2 separate regions of the Danio rerio genome follow, and region 1 is linked to region 2. The links are chromatin contacts, called in public Hi-C maps. All regions are on one chromosome and are shown on one strand. The core of a region is the stretch at or near the end of the contact, and the rest is flanking DNA. Distances in the headings are between cores, read along the strand shown. Region 1 overlaps csnk1g1 (casein kinase 1, gamma 1). Region 2 overlaps csnk1g1 (casein kinase 1, gamma 1).

Evidence for each region. A called contact is a pair of places that touch in the nucleus more often than the background predicts.
Region 1: a Hi-C map of an unstated tissue shows a contact between it and region 2, with 2.3 times the contacts expected there. The contact joins two enhancer-like sites. A contact is called at or near these places in 2 of 18 Hi-C or Micro-C datasets (hematopoietic stem cells and an unstated tissue) and 1 of 4 datasets of contacts at active chromatin or transcription factors (caudal fin).

What each region holds. Positions count from the first base shown.
Region 1 is chr7:69,157,245-69,164,242 of GRCz12tu, reverse strand. All of the region lies in intron 1 of csnk1g1 (casein kinase 1, gamma 1), which reads left to right. Among named protein-coding and RNA genes, the nearest start is that of csnk1g1, 12 kb to the left of the region's middle. Within about 2 kb of position 4,887, at least 4 of the 62 cell types and tissues checked have an H3K27ac peak or open chromatin away from gene starts, as enhancers often do.
Region 2 is chr7:69,101,387-69,108,150 of GRCz12tu, reverse strand. The region is part of intron 4 of csnk1g1 (casein kinase 1, gamma 1); the gene reads left to right. Among named protein-coding and RNA genes, the nearest start is that of rps17, 51 kb to the right of the region's middle. Within about 2 kb of position 2,485, at least 28 of the 62 cell types and tissues checked have an H3K27ac peak or open chromatin away from gene starts, as enhancers often do.

The sequences.
Region 1 (6,998 bases), core at 3,638-6,137, 54 kb before region 2:
AAAGATCGTGACGACATATGATGACATGTGCAGGCGCTGTAGTAATGTCCCATTTTTTTAGGGGTAAATTTGAAGGTCTTCCCCTTCACACTCGGTTTCAAGGGCCAAGGGGTAAAAAATTTAATTGGGACTTGACCTAATATCTCAGATACCAAACAGCAAACATGTTAATTTTTGCAGCATGAATCAGCAAAAACATAACTCAGACGAATGTCGTAGTATTAGGGATTATTTATGTTTATGGGGTGCCAACTAGGGCTGCACAATATTTGACAAAAACTGATATTGGGATTATTTAGTTCGTCTGCAATATAAATAAGTTCACAGGATCACTTTAAACTGTATTTGGATTGTTTTGCAGCTTGTGCAGTAAGCAGATGCGGATAAAGAGTAAGTGATTTGCATGTGAAGACAATGCAAAGATGTGATTGGACATCCTGTGGCACAAATTGGGTGTTTTGTGCGTTTGATGCTTTAGATGGCAAAAAAATTAGCAAACATCTAACAAACGGAGCAATGGAACACAGAAAAGCAAGCAGCTTACAATGATTGGCTCAAGGATGACGACCGTTAACGTGACCGAATTGAAGGACATTATTAGTGCTTTACATGTATGACAGGTGTTATGATGTGCCTCAAATCGATAAAGGATTTCGTTTAACTCTTTCCCTGCTAGTGGTGTAACGATTTATCGTTGTACGATTTATTGCGATATGCATAATGCACAATATGCATCGTGGCGTTATGACGATTTGATTACGATATGACGTCCGTTTTCTCTTATTAGTTGAGCTGTTTGCACGTGAGCTACGTTCCACCTGCTGTCGCACGTGAGTTCAGATTGCAGCAGCAGTAATGTTAGCAGACCAAGATGAGTGGAGTTGAAATAAAGGATGGCTCATCCTCTCAAAATCAGACGTCTGGCAACATTTCGGTTGTACAGTCATTGCTTTAGACTCGCCCGCTTTTTGACACGCATACTGGGTCAAACATAGCCTTAAGTTTTAAAGTCTTCACAGTGATTTACATACTTTGCACAGCGACATGGATACCTCCTAATGGTGTTGAAAGAGTCACATACTGTATTTATAAGGTACAATTCACCCTAAAATATCATTCTGTCTTCATATAATGATGTGCTCGCGGCCGCAAAATCAAACATGACGTGAGCTGACCGTGAGCTGTTACTACAGAGGGCGGACTATGATAGACTCGCGCACGTCTGCTTCAGTGAACAGAACCTGCAGGTTGTGACAAACAGGTAATAAAGTAGTAAACAACATTCAGTTTGTGGAACAGAGTGAGTTCAGGAGCCGTGTGGGAAGTATGAACAGCAGTGGAAATGAAACCGAAAGCGTGCACATTATTTAAATAGTCATATCGCATTTTAGAGTTATGATTACGACGAGCATGAACTCATTTGAGTACAGAGGTACATACAAATGCACGTCAACATGATACACTTGATAGCGCCGACATCAGCAACGCCGAAGAAATAGTAAACTTGCCTAAACTGCTGAAAAGAGCCACGACTGTCCTGTGTAATAAAAAGACGGCCACACTGTCACTCATCATGGCCAACATGAAGACAGCCATCCATAAAAACCTCTCAGACAGATACACATCAGTTCAGGATTATTTTATAGAACTGCTGATTACCTGGAAATGTAGATTGCTCACACAAAAAACGCAAGTGACCAAGCAAAGCCTTAAAGGGCCATGAAACCCCCTTGTTTCAGCAGGGTGTTTTCACACCTCTACTTTGGAAAAAGTCAGAAAAGTGGGCGTGTCCAGCTCTGTTTAGGGGGGAGTGTCGGAGGAACTAAAGTGGGAGGGTGTGGGAGTGTCTATTTGGGCACGCGCGAGTTTCAGAGTCAAAATACACACCCACACAGACAGGAGAAAGTGATGGTGTTTAACCTACATGGACATCTGTAGTCGAATTATTTGCCAAATTATTAAATGTTGGACTTTAACTGCAGTTTGGCTCTTTCATTCAGGGAATTCATTCATGCCCCTCGCGACAAACGAGATATTTGATTCGAGGAGCTGCTCTAAGCGTGTATTTTTCATGCAATGTTTGATACCGCACGGCGAATGAGAGAAAAAAAACCTCCGCATTTCCCGGAAACTTAGATGCACACGGCAGGTAGCGTCAGAAAGCCGCGTGTGTTATTCCGGTCACTAAATGCGGTAAAAACCCTACACGAGGTTAAAGTTTGGTTGTGATGCTAACGTGTTTACACTCTGTGACTCGGTGCAATAGTTAACTTAGTTCGATACGAGCAAACTGAATAAACAAAGAGTACTGGTCACTCACTTACCAAATCTGTAGAGACAGGACAATCACCAGTCTTTATGAAGAGAATACTACAAGCGAATCCAGATCTCAGCGTTTGGAGATGAGAACAGCTCTCAGGTAAACAATAAACCTCCTTAGACACGTAAGTTATTGTTGTCGAGCGTCGCGTACACTGTAAATCCACACGTGACGCCAGCTGGGCTCTCACAGAGGGAAAATTAAAACAAAACTTAACTGGAGCAAACTTTAAAAGCAACACTTCACGCTTGTTTTGCTAACACAACGTGGCGTCTCTGTCGTGAAAACACTGTGACACTAATGAATATTAATGAAGTTGCACAATAGAGCGCGCTGATTGGTTTGAACCAAGCCTTACTCATGCATTAATGCATCACACTGTAAGATGTAATAAGACTCACTCTGGCACAGACGTCCAGTCTGCACGCTGGAATACACGCTATTATGTCATGACCGTGACGCAGCTTCAAAAATTTGTTTCAAACCGAAAGTACGAATTTGCTTGAAATAACGCAAAAACAACCAATTTACACTTTTTAGTGAAATATAGGTGTCCTAATAGTGTTTATAGCAGTGTGGGACACATATACGACTGTCAACAGCTCAAAAAATGTGTTTTGGTGTTTCGTGACCCTTTAAGCTCTTACTGTTAAATTCAATTAAATTGAATAATTTCAATAATATTTTATAAGAAGTTTTTAAATTGTTTTATTTTCCAGAGACAGTGCTGTTTAATTTATTTTCTTAAAGAAGGTTCAGTTTAACAAGTTGAAACAAAAGAAATAATTAAAAAATAGTTTACTTGGTAATTAAATTTTTTTTTAAATAAAGTTTGCATTTCAGTTTAATTTTCAATTTTTATTCCAAATATCGTGATACATATCGAATCGTGAACATTATATCGTGATACACATTGTGTGAGCTAAATGTATCGTTAAACCCCTATTCCCTGCTGTTAACTAGAGAAAATGCTTCCCTGCGACGAGTTTTATGACAATCCGTGTTTTAGTTACATTGCGGTAGGGGAAGCCCTAACCCATTTCCTATGTGTATGGCACATGATGTCAGATGCTCCAGGAGTGAAATCTGAGAGATTTGTAGATAAAAAGAGTTATGCCACCTTCCTTTAGCTTAATCCCTAGCATTTTAGATCTTGTCTTGACAAGAGACCACAATTAAAAAAAAAGCTTTTTTTTTTTATTGTTATTATTTGTGTCAGTCAATGTCAGATTGCACACCTTAGCAAAAGATCAAAAGAAAGTCGGCCCACTGCCACTTTAGCTCTCAAAACTCTTTAATATCGCTCCCAATGTTTAGACCTACATACATAGTCCTCATTAGGTAAAACAATACAAATTGGAGTACTCAAGAAATAGTGAAACAGCTCTACACATAACTCCTGCAATTAATCACCACAATCAGCCAACAAGCCATTTAACAGCCACTATACTTACAAGCAATATACATATGACAATATGAGATACATACATACCATTACAAAAGAGATTTAAAATACAGATCCAAATTTTACATCCTTGGAGGGAGTATATAGCGCATCACACCTGCAAAAAATAATCGCATCAATCAACCACAAAGTCAGTGAGCCAAGGGGAAAAAATAAATACACATATATTAAGTATGCCATGGTGACGGATATAAATACACTTACAAAAAGAAATTTAAATCAAAATCCAAATTTAAACCTCTCGGAGATGAGTTTGGCTGATTGTGGTGATTGATTGAAGGAGTCGTGGGTAGAGCTGTTTCACTATTTCTTGAGGACTCCCAATTTGTATTGTTTTACCTGATGAAGACCATGTAGGTTTAAACTTGTGAACGATATTAAAGACTTTTGAGAGCTTAAGTGGCAAAGTGCCGATTTTCTTTTGATCTTTTGCTACTGTTTATTTTTGATCGAGCACCTGCCTTCGAGATTTTTTTAGATGTGCGCGCATTTCTGTTTTTTTCAGATTACACACCTAACATAGTAGGCTACCTAATATGGGAAATAAGATTTATATATATATATATATATTTTTTTTTTTTTATAGATATTTTTAATTGCAAAATTGTCTGCAAATTTCTCGGAATTACCACCACAAAATTTGTCAATTTTATCGCACAAAAAATCACCCAAAAAAATCGTGAACAACTTGGGGTTCTAAAAAAAAAAAAACCTTTAAACTGAAAAAAAGTCATTAATAATTAGAAATAACCAACTATAAGCTAAAATCAGATTTTGCTTTCGAATTGTGGTTCAACAGAAGCATTAAAAAGGCAAACTAATGGAAATGGCTAGGACACAATTGAAGGGTACCAACAATTTGTCTACATCAAAACATCTCAATGTCATTCTTTTTCAATATCGTGCGGCCATATGAAGAACAATGGAGTTTATATGAGAAAATATAGGTCACTCAGTTTGAATATGGGGCTAAACATCAAAATAAATATCTTTTATTCTTCTAATGGGACTTTTTAAATCTTGAGACTGTGGCTTCTGTAGGTCCTGTGGTTTTGTGTTTATGTGTTTGCTTTTGTGCTGCCCTTGGTTGTGCTTGATTGCGTATGCGAGCAGCAATTTTGTGTCACGCTCCCGTTTGGGGATTTTTCTTGTTTCTCTCAAGCCTTTGTTGATTTTTAAGTTTGTAAGTGACCCATATCTGTCATCCGTGAACAGGCCTGCATGTGCACGTTTAGAAAAACAACAACATCATGTGGTCTGCCTGCATACACACATTATGATAAAAAGCAGTGGCTTTGCTGGATAGTCCCTACTGGATTGCAAATGATAAAGCTAGTAGAGATGCACCAGCAATTTTCGACCATGCACAAAACACTGAAAAAATAATTCGTTTTTTTTTATATTTTGCTATGTTTTGGTAATTAAAATGTGGTTACTTTGTAGAACAGTAGTCAATAGTTTCATTCTATTTGTGACGAATCTTTATTTAATTCTCACATAGCCCTCACTGTGGCTGACATGCAACTCTTAAAAAATGTTACTACACGTTTGGGGTGTCAAAATTAATTGTTTCTTCGGTGCACCTTGATGCAGATAGGGTCAATACGATATGGGTTCAGTAATAGATCATAAACGGTTATTAGGTACTGACGTCATTTATCTCCTATGCGCAATGTCGCAGTTGAATACTATGGCGAAGGAGGCGAGGGCAACTAAATAAAACGCTCCTACGACTTAAAAGGTAGATAATCATGCTCAATTCAACTGCTTGTGAATTTGCTGGACAGTCTTTCATTGACACTGAAGAAGGCACAGCACTCGAGCTGTGTTTTCACTACTAGGAAGAAATGCTGTAAAACTCTCTCTCTTTCTCTTTCTCTTTCTTTCTTTCTTTCTTTCTTTCACACTTTGGACATTTGACCAGCTGGCCTGTTTGTGAGTTAACTTTTCCTATCCTCTCAGTTGTTACAGCGATACTTGTGGATCCAGACACGAGTGTACCTGAGGTGCGAAACCGCAACTGTTCTTCCCGCGTCACTCATCGGTGAATAGCGCTTTCATTTTTAAAGCCAATAGCAGCCCTTTCTGTTGAGCGGGTGAAGACAATGCCGAGTCATAAGACAGCACTCAAAAAGCAAGCAGAATGGTATTTACATTAGTTTATTTGCTATAAATGCTCATGCTGTCTTCTGTGCACGTATTGGAGTTTTGTTTGATATATTCAAATAGAGTGTTTTCTTTGAGCTGGTCAAATTAAAGGTACAATTCATATATCTTACTGGTTGTATTGAAGTACAATAATGTGTTACAAATAATATATAAATATAAATATATTTATAGAGTTTAATAAAAAAAAAATCTTGTGTTGTGAAGAAAAATTCGAATCATGTTTGGAAAGCATACTCAATGCACCGTGATAACGAATTAAACCGAATCAATGGCATGATAATCGTAACCAAACCGTGAGACCAGTGTAGATTCACACTCCTACTAGGGTTGGGCAATGTCAACCAGTTTGGCATCGTACAATGTCTAATATGAAACATTGCGATTGACGATGGCATCGTCATCATAGGCGGCAGTGAATTAATAATTTGCAGCATACCGTTTTACCTGACCCACATGGTCTTTATTTTAACCATAACAAAATCATAAATAAATAAAGATAAGTTCCACACAAATAACCACCTGTCAATCACTTTCTCAGCGGGACTTGTGAATAGGCATGAATAGGCAGAGGGATCGGTGTCGTTATAATGGCGTCGACAAACTTGGTTGGTAAAAAAGCTGCACAACCAACAGGAACCTGCCAACAGTATTTGAGGTTTTCTTTTCACTAAAATTACTAAGTACAAGCGTGAAAGCGAAAGATTGAACCAGTCTGCTAACCCGTTGACTGCCTGGACCCACTGTCTCGAGCGCATGACAATGTGCGTGTGTTTGTGCATGTGTGTGTGTGGTCACGTGATGTGCGTTTCCAGCGCCACTGTGGAAGGCTATGAAATGCTAGATGAAACGCCAGAGTGAATGTGGATCGTTTTCATTTTAAAATGCCATTTAATTTGCAATGGGGACGGGGCAGAGGATTGCGATGCCGGCTCAGCATCGTGGTGTCTGTCGGCCATCGGCGATGGACGATGGCATCGTCTATCGGCCCAACCCTAACCCCTACTACACATCGCAATGATGCTTAGTTTGGTCGTGATTGGTTGA
Region 2 (6,764 bases), core at 1,236-3,735:
AGCTGCTTTGACACAATCTATATTGTAAAAGCACAATACAGATAACAAATAAAACTCCCAATTCACGCCACAGGATGACTAATCCAATCTTTGCATTGACTTCACGTAAATCATTCGCACTTCATCTGTGTTTGTTCACTGCACAGGCTGCAAAGCAATCCCCCCTCTATGTAAAGTTATGTGAGGGCGCAGGTGAGAGAGAATTTTTCAAGAGACACTCAAATGCGCTCCATATACAGTGTGTATAAGTCACGTACAACAATTAATTGCAAACTGAAAAAAATATATTTAATTATATGGATTGGAATTAGATGTTTTATGAGATTATTTAATTTTTTGCTATTTTGCGTTTAAATTAAGAATTTTGCAGGATCGCAAAAATGTTTGATTTTTGTTGATTTTGCATTGGATTCAGCGATCGCAGAATAGCAAAAATCGTAAAAATCTGATTTACTTCATTTATTCATTTATTCATAAATTTCATACATTTTCATACATTCATACATTTTCCTTTGGAAGAATTTTTTTTCTCCATATTTATCAGGGGTCACCACAGCGGAATGAACCACCAACTATTTCAACATGCTTCATACAGTGGAATGCCCATTCAGCTGCAATCCACTACTGGGAAACACCCATACACACTTACTTGCACTCATTCACTATGGCCAATTTAGTTTTACCGAAATTCACTCACCCCACTTGTCTTTTAACTGTGGGAGAAAACGGAGCACCCAGAGGAAAATCCATGCGGACATGGGGAGAAAATGCAAACTCCACACTTTTAGTTTAGTTTTTTTATTTTATTTTCTATTATTTGTTCTATTATTTATTTTATTTTTTATTTTATGCAGTACACTATTCTGGTTTAATAAATATATATGTTGTGTTTCAAGCTCTGGCTCTTGCCACTGATACTAAATCAATATGTTAAGCTGGGGTTTTAAGTATGTGAGGGACCCACACACTTATAAAATGTAAAAGCCACTTATAGATTCTTATATAAAAATCACATATATTTTGTCAATTAATATTATAAATGAACGTAAATATTATTTTATTTATTTTTAATCAATTTGTATTTCATTTGTTCATTTTAATCATTTTGTATTATTGCCATTTTGATGTCATTGCCATTTTAGATGGATTTTTTTCATATTTAGAAATATATTATTTTAATCCTTTAAAAATTTTGTTTCTTATGTACCAATTTGTTTTTATCTTTTTATTGTATTATTCTAATTTATTTTTTATGAATTTTTTTAGAGTATGACTCATGAATAATTATTTTTACAAATGTAAAATACAAACGATTAATTATGTTATTGATGAATTATTTTATTTTTAATTTTAAATTTTTTACATAAAAATTATTGACATTATTTTCCTGTACACACTTAAAATATAAATTTCTACTTGTATAATCTACTGAACATAAACAGCTTTACAACAGTATATATATTTAAAGTTGTGGTCCACAGTCTATTTTTAAGGCTTGGTTGTGCTTATAAGATGCAAATCAGTGTGTGTGTTCATGCTTCATTTGTAGAAAATCCCGTTTTTTTTCTTTATCTTACTCTGACATGCACTCATTCACTACAGCCAATTTTGTTTTACCGAATTCACCTATAGCGCATGCCGGGGGAAACCGGAGCATCCAGAGGAAAACACACACCAACATGGGGAGAACATGCAAACTCTACACAAAAATGCCAACTGAACCAGCCAGGACTTGAACCAGTGACCTTCTTGATGTGAGACGACATTGCTAACCACTGAGCCACCATGCTGCCCTTTTTTTTTAAAAATTTGGTATTATTTTTTTAATATCCTTGCAGCCTGGAGTTTCTTTTTTCTAACCGTTTCTTGCGAGTACAATTTTACAATTTTAATCGTTTATAGTTTTGTGAAATAATTGGTTACATTTGAAGTATATTACAAAAAAAGACAACACCGATACAATTAATAACAAACGTTTCCCATAAATCCATACCAACATGCTGTCAAAACAAAGAGTGCTAATACCATGGTTCTTTCCTCCTCAAACGCTATCATTAATAAAGATGAACCTTACTCTCGTGTTCTGTAGAAAACACTTTCTTATAACCCATTAATATTTAACAACTTCTCTAGTGCATATCAAAATTTCCCATCGCGCTGGTGGAACCCACGCAAACGAAGGTCAAACTCTTGCCTCTTCCTCTAGAAAGTCCGGTTCTCTTTTGTCGGTGGTTAATGTGTAGCCATAGCATGCTGAACTCTGATACTCCTCAGGATAGCCTTGGCATTGGGACTCGAATCTGGGAGTTTGGCTGGGAATGGCTTGGCTACTGAACAGTTCAGCTCAGCTCAGGCATGATAAATCCAGCTCACTGGACTCTCTTAGGCTTTGTGTTTGGTCGGTCTGGGGTTTGTTTGAGTGTGCAGCGTGGCAGAAGTGAGCTGCGTCACTGCAGGCTGGGATGTGTGAACTGGAGGCAGCAGAGGAGTCACATGGTTTCTCCTCTCCAGTCAGACATCCATGTTCGAGTGGGTGTTGGTGGCCCTGCTCTGAGACGGGCTGCTGGCAGATGGCGTTTTGTGGCAGCACTGATGACACCAGAGTGGGACTGACTGGGAGAAATACACTGCTCTGTTGCCCTCCATAGAATCTTTTTATTGTATATATATATATATATATATATATATATATATATATATATATATATATATATATATATATATATTTATGATTATTTCATTTATTTTATTTATTTATTTTATTTGTGTTATTTAGTTTTACTTTTATTGCACTTATTTATTTATTTTATTTATTTTTATTTATTGTTTTGTTTTATTTTTTGTGCTTTGTTTTTTTATTTTATTTCATAAATTTTTATTTTATTTTTAATTTTTTTTATTTTATTTATTATTTATTTTATTTTTGTTTTGCTTATTTTATCATTTATTTTATTTAAGTTTTTACTTTATTATTGTTTCTTTTTACTGTTTTTTATTTTTGCATTTTATTTATTTTTTCCTTTATTTTATTATTTATTTTTTATTTTATTAAAATTGTACTTTATTTTTATTCTTTTTTTATTTATTATTATTATTTTTTACATTTTATTTATTATTTTATTTATTTTTATTTATTTATTATTTTTTATTATTTTTTATCTTAATTTACTTAATTTATTTATTGTTATTTTTTTTCTATTTATTTTTTTATTTTATGAAATATATGTGTTTCAAGCTCTTGCCACTGATGCTAAAGTATGTTAAGCTGGGGTTTTCAATCATTAAGATATAGACCCCCGAATATGTGAGGACACACATACTTATAAAATGTAAAAGCCACTTATAGAAATTCTTATATAAAAATCTGAAGTATTTTGTTAAAATTAATATTGTAAATGGACCTAAAATATTATTTTAATTTAAAAATAATTTGTAATTTATTTGTTCATTTTAATCATTGTGCAATATTTAATTTTTGCCATTTAATTTTTCATAGTTGTTTTATAATATAGAAATAGATTATTTTAATACTTTTTTAAATTTTGTTTCTTATATGCCAATTTTTGTTATATTGTTGAATCTTGTATTATCCTAATGTATTTTTCAAATTTTAACAATTAAATATTATATTTAATACAAATTATTATTTATGCTAATGATAAATTATTCTATTTAATTTGTTGTTAATTACGTTATTTTACATTAGCAGTTATTATTGAACACTATTTTTCAGTACACACTGAAAATATTAATTTTTACTTGTTTGAACTGTATAAACAGCCTTGCAACAGTATATATATATTCAATAAAGTGAGTGTGCCTTACACTGGTGAGTGGGCTTGACAAACCACCTGTAGAAAACACACTCTTTCATCTCTGACACTTGCACTAGTCACCCTAAATCTAGCACCTAATTCTCTGAGCACAAACAGTTCTTTTGTTCAGCACTTGTGTGTATTGCCTCCTTTGTTGATTCCCTAATGCCTCCATGCTTTGGACAAAAGCATCTGCTAAATTACTAAATGTAATGTGAATGTAAAAAACAACATGCTTCGAGGACGACAGCCTCTGTAAACAAGTGGAAATCTTTAAATATTGATCCCTTACATCCTTATGGCCTCATGACCATCCAAAAGATGTAGACCCATGTCCTATAACATTTTTCAAGAGATTGCCTTTCTATATGTATTACTATCAGTTTCCTCCCACTCTTTGATTTCCCACTCACATGTTCGAGCGGCATTTAGCAGTGGAGTGCCGATGGAAAGCTTGCGAAAGTGTTAATCAGCAGAGATGGATAGAAGCTAACAGCTGAATATGTGTTATGTGCAGACTGAACACAAGATGAGTCACCGGCAGGCCAACAGTGTGCTCTATTCTCAGGGGTGTTACACCACCACACAATGAGCAGTGTGGGCTCTGCCTAAAACTACCCACATCACCCTCAGAAGATGCGCTCGTTTGCAGACACATGTATATCTGCTTCAGATATGAAATATTATGCTTCAAAGCAGACTTGAACATCGGCTAGCCCACTAGCTAGATCTTAGCCTGCGGTTTTGATAATTGTTGTGTAATTTATCTGGGATAGTGTTCAAAGTGCACTGAAAAAAATTATTCATTGAATTTGCTACATTTTCTTAAGGTAAATAGTTGCAAATAGGGATGGGTACCGAAACTCTGTACTTTATCGATATCGGTGCTACATTATAAAAGACCGAAGTATTGACAAGCTCTGACGTTAACAGTTCTGCTCTCGGTACTGGAGAATTATTGCTGATTAAACATTACTTTCAGTAGCATAATTTAACTGACCAACCTTTTCTAATTTGCGATATATTCTATTCGTCTGCCCAGTTGGTTTTCTCACATGAGAAATGCTTGCGTTTCCGGCAAGAGCGTCAAGTATAAAAGCAGTCACAGCAGACTCAGTGGAGGCTCGCTCCTAGCGCACACACATAGCTCGCGACACAGACTCGCGCTCACACAGCTCGTAAGCTTGCAGAGACAACCAAACGGGTTGTATTTCTCGAGTGAACAGCTGAGTTCGTTGCAACAAACTTAACAAGTTGTTTTCTTGTATAAGCAGAAATGCAAGCAATCTGGCTAAGTGGGAGTATCTTTAAAAAGTGCATTAACTGCAATGCAAAGTTTTGACTGCCTAGCTACCAACTGAAACTTTACATCATTCACAGCGTTATGTCAACAGTCAATCACATAAATTAGTATAGTATTAGTATTAATAGTTTAATAAACGGACACCCACACACACACACATTCGGTTGCAATGAAAAAGTATTTTTTTGCAGAAGCCTAAATAAATCATCAACATTAAAAAAATGCTTTTACATCAGCTGTATTTACAAACATAGCCTATGAATAGCCTAATAATAAACTATGCTTATTAAAAAAACTGCTTATTTTTTCAATTGCAAGATGCGACAACTGTATTAAAAACACAGTTAAATCCCAAAAACACTGTTTACTCATTTACGTGAAGGTGTTAATGAAAAATGCTAAACATAATCTGGTTATTTAACTGCATTTTGCAACTCAAAGAGAGTATTTTCAACTGCAGGGAGCACAATAAACCAAGAAAGATCTAGACTTCTGCCAGAAAAGTCAAGCATGTTGATTTTTCTCCAGAAGAACGGTTAAAAACTGAGTCATTTTCCTTTAAATCATTGTACATTGTTTTACAGGAAACAAAATATTTATTTGTTTCGCAATTGTTGGTTTCGTTTTATTTTACATTAAAAGCTTAAAATGAAGTTGTTCATTTTGTTCAATTGTTATAATTTTTTTCATTTACAAAAAGTACCGATAAGAGAACCGTAAAAGTAACGAACCGATAAGTGGTATCGATAAAAGTAGTTATAACGCTAAAACCTTAACAAAACCCATCCCTGGTTGCAAACAATTTATATGAATTTATACAAATTAGGTTGAACATTACTTAATTTAATTTAGGTTTAGCCCATGTATAAGTGCTTGCAACCACTTGCCTCAAGAAAATTAGGTAAATCCAATGAACCATTTTTTTTTATTGTAGGGCTCCACAATGTTTTGTTATGATTTTAATTGCAATATTTAATTTTTCTACTATAGGACAAAAAGTAGGCTTACTTGGATTATTTAAACATTCTTTAGCTAAAAATACAATTAATTATTCTACATCTCTAAAATGCATCTCTGTACGTCATATGCAGCTGTAATAAATTACCTAAAAATAAATGTAATCGGTTACTTTTTCTTCTGAAAAGTAATCTAATTACAGCAACCAGTTACTTTGTAACTAATTACACTCAACACTGGCTGTTCCACACTGTCCAGTAGTGTTCAGGGGCTGGTTGTACGAGCAGTGCCTATGTTAAAATGTAGCCTAGCTGCAGATGATCTGCATCCTCTGTTATTAGTGACTCATTTAATGTGCTATAAATATGTAATTTATTATTTAATTTTCATAGGTCAGTTTTGTATAAACGCATTAGTTGCAGAATTTTAAAGCAGTTTAAGGATTAAAATGCTTTTTTATTGGATATTACATCAGTCAATGCGACTACGCATGACTTTACAGAGAGCTTATGATCTAACTACGATTTGCCTTAAGAACATGTGGTGCAACCGAAGTTAGAACAAATTTAGTTACAAACTAGCTTGTAATTAGTAAGCCCCTAGTGTGAACTTTACATTCCAGTTTAAGAACTTACGAACAGCTGATCCAACTTTACCCAGCTAGTTTCACTCTTTCTCCTTTCAGGCTT